Regions from separate parts of the Rattus norvegicus genome. Here region 1 is linked to region 2. Evidence: chromatin contacts called from public Hi-C data. All regions are on one chromosome and are shown on one strand. The core of a region is the stretch at or near the end of the contact, and the rest is flanking DNA. Distances in the headings are between cores, read along the strand shown. Region 1 overlaps Tmie (transmembrane inner ear). Region 2 has its middle 16 kb from the start of Prss42.

Evidence for each region. A called contact is a pair of places that touch in the nucleus more often than the background predicts.
Region 1: a Hi-C map of kidney shows a contact between it and region 2, with 4 times the contacts expected there. The contact joins two enhancer-like sites. A contact is called at or near these places in 8 of 12 Hi-C or Micro-C datasets (frontal cortex, hepatocytes, kidney and 3 more) and 1 of 1 datasets of contacts at active chromatin or transcription factors (oligodendrocytes).

What each region holds. Positions count from the first base shown.
Region 1 is chr8:119,729,125-119,731,919 of GRCr8, reverse strand. It overlaps Tmie (transmembrane inner ear), which reads left to right. Exons shown (of 6, transcript NM_001109299.1): 5 at 1,895-2,044; 6 at 2,553-2,795. The coding sequence ends at 2,650. Among named protein-coding and RNA genes, the nearest start is that of Prss50, 11 kb to the right of the region's middle. Within about 2 kb of position 1,344, at least 5 of the 93 cell types and tissues checked have an H3K27ac peak or open chromatin away from gene starts, as enhancers often do.
Region 2 is chr8:119,634,254-119,636,953 of GRCr8, reverse strand. No RefSeq gene overlaps it. Among named protein-coding and RNA genes, the nearest start is that of Prss42, 16 kb to the left of the region's middle. Within about 2 kb of position 1,298, at least 48 of the 93 cell types and tissues checked have an H3K27ac peak or open chromatin away from gene starts, as enhancers often do.

The sequences.
Region 1 (2,795 bases), core at 95-2,594, 95 kb before region 2:
ATATCTGGAAGGAGACCTCCCTTGATATCAAGAGGCAGTTAGCAACTGTCCCAAGGAGCCCCAGAGCTGTGAAGAGAACACCTCTGGGGTAGCCCCTCATCCCCAGGGTAACAGTTAGGAACCTGAGGCCTCTCCCAGGCCCTGCTCTCAGAGAATGGCGGAGGTGCCTGGGGCCACACCAGAAATTTGCACAGAGTCAAACTAAAGAGGCACGTGGAAGTTATCTGCAGAGCATTCTTCCACTTCTAACTTCATTCCCTAGCATGCAAAAGGGCAGGGACGGACAGTCCCTGTGCAGCAGGTCAGCGGCGGCCTTCTCCATAGCATAGCTTCTGGGAGCGATGGCAGGGAAACTATCCTCGCTGCTTCCCAGACTGCTTGAACTCCGGCAGGCATTAGTGGAGCATCCCCCTCCCCAAATTCCCTCAGGGATAGGGAATATGGCTGAATAAAGTTCCCCTGGGGCTCTCCAGAATTCTTGGTTCTGCCCCGGGCCTCAGAACTTGACCCCAAATTTTCATTCATTTTCTTTGAAGAGAAGCAAGCAGGCCAGGTCAGGATGGGCGGGCTTAGATGGGTGGGCTTGGCTGGGCAGGCATTTGTGATCTTTGTTGAACTGCCAACAGCTACACGGAGCCTTAGCAAGCAAGGTCCTCAGGGTGCCACTGGGGTGACTAGCAAAGGTGACCCAAGCCAGTAGGATTGGAGCTTGAGAAAAACCTTGAGTCCAAGACATCCACACAGGAGTCTGGGTGAGACCAAAGCAGAGCACTCTGGGTAATGAAAGACCATTGTCTGCTCAGGTCTAACCCCAGAGAGCTGTACACTGGGGCCCTGGTGTAGCCAGCCTCTTCCTACCTCCAGCATATTTCTAGATGCCAGTGGCTCCCACAGGAACCCAATCCAGTTCCCAGCAGTGGAGACTTTTAGACACTCTCTTCCATCCTGTCTATCTGTCCATCCATCCACTCATTCCATCCCATTGCTTCTCCCATTCTAAAGTCTGGGTGAGAGAAATGGGAACAAAATATTTGCCTCAAGGTACACAGTTCTGGTTGAATAAGATGACCCTAGACTACCTAGGTCTGATCCATTTCCTCAAAATAGACCTGGCTTGTCATGCCGGGCCCTTCTGTACCTCAGTAGCCTGCCAGGAAGTTCTGTCGGGTCATATTATTTATAATAAGAACCAGCCCCACCCCCTCCCTAGGGGCTGGGGCCACAGTGGTCAGATTGTGGGAGCCTTAGAAAAATAAACTCTGCCTAGCCAGCCAGGTTCTGGCAGCCCTGCTTTGTCCATCACTGGACAGGCCAGCTCCACGCTCTGCTCAGTTGACGTGGCATAGCTGCCTTTAACCAGAAAAACATCCCTGGGAGAACTCCCTCAGAAGTAAATGCCCGGTGCAGGGTCTGGGCTGTCCTCACCAGTTTCTTCCTAGGCAGGGTCCAGGCTTGTCCTCAGGGAGGCTGAAGAGGATGCAGCCACACCCTTGGGCGTTTACTACACCTCTGTCTGTGACAAGGAGGCTGGAGAAGGAAACCTGGGGTGTCTTAGGAGCACCCAGAGAGGCCTAAGTCAGAAGCACAGTGTGACTCTAGGTAGCCTTGGCTAGAGCTGTACCCTCCTCTGGTACCCAGTGTGGTCAGCGACTACCAGACCTAGACTAGCTATAGAATTTGTGGTCAACTACAATGAAAACACCAGGCTCATGTCCAAGTTGCTAAGAATTTGACAGTGAACCATTACAACTAAGCATGGGCCGGGTCATCTTAGGCTTTTGCAGAAGTCTGACGTGACACACGTCTACGCAGGCAGAATCAGGACGAGCATTTGGGTACCACTCAACCTGTCTGAGACCTCACCCTAGCCAAACTTGCTCTGATATCCATACAGTCATCACGCTGTGCTGTGTGTTCAACTGCCGTGTACCGCGGACACGGAAGGAGATCGAGGCTCGGTATCTACAGCGAAAAGCAGCCAAGATGTACACAGACAAGCTGGAGACCGTGCCTCCCCTCAACGAACTCACAGAAATCCCTGGAGGTAAGTAGTTTCCAGTTCAGTTGCAGCCTGCCCTGGACCCTGCAGCCGGCCACTTCCTCGGTCCCACTATTCCAACTGAACCTGTCCCTGCCCTCTCGCTGCAGCTGGTCCAGAGAAGGGACTGGGCATGATCCCAGGAGAGCAGAGTGCAGAAACTGGTCAGAGCCAGGCAACTAAGACAAGGAGCCTGTTTTCTAGAAGAAACTGTGTGGGGGGTGGGGGTGGGGGTGGGGGTGGAATTTAGTCGGTAAGGTCTCTTTGTCACACAAGCACAGGGACCTGAATTTGCTGTTCCAACACCTATATTAAAGACAGACAGCTATAGAAGACATCCAACACCAACCTCTGGTCTCTACACACATGCCCACACATGTTTGTACTCATAGGCATGTATACACACGTATTCCCAGGTAAAAAAGATCGGAGGAGAAAGGGCAGGAGGAGAGAGGCGTTCTGTGGCCTTTTCCTGTCTCACCACTGTGGCTTGGCCTCTTCTCCCTCCCCTCAGAGGACAAGAAGAAAAAGAAGAAGGACAGTGTGGACACCGTGGCTATCAAGGTAGAGGAGGACGAGAAGAATGAGGCAAAGAAGAAAGGAGAGAAGTGAGGGCGGCGTCCTGGAGATGGCAGCCGGGGCTGGCAGGCCCTGAAGCGTAAGTTCAGGCCGGGATCCAGGCATCAAGACTCCGAGTTCATACATGGACGGCAGAGGCTGTGGTCCAAGGGAAAGCCAAGGTCGTGGGCATTACCTC
Region 2 (2,700 bases), core at 49-2,548:
TTTGCTCATTGCTATAGTCCCAAGACCCGCCGCATCGCACACCCGGTCTCTTTGCTCTTTCCCTGGCCCCAACATTCCCTTCCTCACCTCACTGGACCGGGTGTCCCACTCCGGCTCTCCCTCGCTTTGTCTGCCCTCACGGGTGAGTCTTCTGGACCAGCTCCTTTATTTCCCCACAGTGTTTCACATCCCCGCTAGATACCCAGTACACCTTGGTTCTGATGGGGTTCCCCACACCTTCATCTAAACTCGCAATTATTCACGCTCCTCCCCTCCCTGTGCTTCATGTCTTGTTTAACTGCCCTTCTTCCAGAAAGCCTGCCATTCCTTCTCCCTAACCCTAGCCTTTAGGGTCCCACAGTATTCTGCATTTTGTCACTTGGGGCATCCTGTTCTCTCTCTCTCTCTCTCTCTCTCTCTCTCTCTCTCTCTCTCTCTCTCTCTCTGTTCGTGCTCCCAGGCCTGTCTCTGGACCCCTCTTACTGACTGCTGGAATATTACAGATCTGTTCACGTCGGTCCCTCTAATCCCCACAAGTCTCATCCTACAGCCGAGGGAATGGTCGGCAAGAGGATAAAGCAATTTGCCATGATCACACATAAAACGGGATATAAAGCGGGATTTGAACGCGGAGCCCAGACTGAGAAGCGGGAGCTCCTGGCTCAGGTTACACAGACACAAACAAGCAGATTTTTGGATGAGTGGGCAGCAGGGCCCAGATGAGTAGCCAGAGTTCCGCCTCCCGGCCAAGGTCTCTGAAAAGCCAGGCGTCAGGGGCTCACCCGGGAGCCGGCTCCCGCCCCCTGGCATGCAGCCAGTCGTCATCCCCATGAGGTCAGCCAGGGCCGGCGATTTCGGGGAAATACCAGCTGCTTATTAAAAACAGGCGGTGGTCAGGCCCCCGCTGCTTTCCCAGTAGAAACTCGGGTGTTTGTGCCAAGAGGAGAAAGAGCTGGTAGGGCAGAGCCGGGGCCGCCAGGCGCGGGGAGAGCTGCAGGACCCTATCGGACGGCCTGAGAACACGAGGGGATCTGTCACCCGCACCCGGAGATTCCGCCGAGCAGCCAAGGGTCGTGACCCGGAGCGGATGGAACTAAGACAGCCAGGCGACCGGCCGAGATGAAAAGCAGAGATGCCACCGGGCCCTGGATCCGGATTGCACGGCCACGGCCGGCCAGGCGCACGAGGCCCTGCAGGGGGCGCCAGAGGCCCGCGCTCGCCGCATCTGGAGCTGGTTAGGGCTGCTCTGCTTGGCGGGCGGCGGCGTGAGCTCATCCCGGCCCGCCCCGCTGCGGTTTCCCAGCCGCTGCTAAGCGGACTCCACACAGAAGCGCCTAGAGCCCAGGGAACTCAGCGCTGCAGCGGCTGCTCCGGGCTGTGGGTGTTGAGCGGGAGAAACTGCAGTGTTGTGTCGCTGGCGCTCGCCCCGTTACGCTGAGAGCCTTGAGAGCCAGCCACCAGCATGTGTCGCTGCTGTCCACCGTGAGTCTTTGGGATGTGAAACTGTGCGTGTCTCACCTAGGAAGCAACGGAGCATGGAATAAGTTGCACCCCTCCCCAAAAGCATCTTCTCTTGGTTTTATGGGAAAAAAGCAGCCAGGCGCATAGAAAAGATAGATGAACTCAATATTACCAGCCTTGAGCCTGTGTCCCTGAATGAATGACAGAAGGTCCAGGCCAGCCCAGGTGTCCCACAATGCCTACCTAGGACCTACCTTCATATTCAGGACTCATACATAATCTTCTTAGCCACGGCTTCTTCTGACCTTCCTGTAACCCCCAAGAACTCTCCACTTCAGAGCATGACACTAGGATCATGGAAATGATGCACCTGCAGTTGGATTCTCTTGACACAAAAGGGGTCTGAGTTGGAGAGAACAACAGGCAGAGTGGAAGATGGTGATCAGGCTAGGAAAAAGCTTTTCAGTGAGACGTCTCTGCGAGGAGACCAGGAACAACTGAACTGAAAGTCGCTGAGCTCTGTACCTTAAGGGCGTCTGAGCTGCTTGCAGTGGGTCCCCGAGGTTGCTGCTCAGCATATGACGGGTATCAGGCTCCATGAATCTCATGACCAAGGGATGAACACATGAAACTTGTAGAGACGTTGGCTGGTACCTGTGAGCATTCAGGGCTCTCCCCACCCGGTAACTGACCATCACCTTCCTCACTGGCCCCAGCTTCTCCATGGGCACTATTGCACAAGGACGCGCTCACCAGCAAATGCCGGTCCTTCCGGTCCCCACAGGTGAGACTCAGGCCACCCTGCTCCGACCCGCCACGGGGTACACGGACTTTAATGGAGTGACCGGCCTGGGGGGTCCTCAAATGCATAAGACCCTGGCACAAGCTGGATGAGGGATTTTTTTTAAAAAACTGGAATGGCTATGGTTTGCATAACCAGAACTTCCAAATTACTTAGCAAAACAAGTTTGCTTTTTAATTAACATGTGTTTTAAAAAATGGTTTTAATTAAAGTGGATGGAGGAGAGAAGGAGTGATGGAGAGAAAATTCCTCACAGTTCCAAGTCTCAGTCCAGACTTTTTAAAAAAAAATAATGTGGGGGGCTGGCCTCGGTGGCCCAAGCTGAAGATCCCAGCACTCAAGATGCAGAGGTAGGAGGACCAAGGGTTCAAAGCTGGGCTGAAGAGACCTCTCAGCAGTTAGCAGCACTGGCTGCTCTTCCAGAGGTCCTGAGTTTA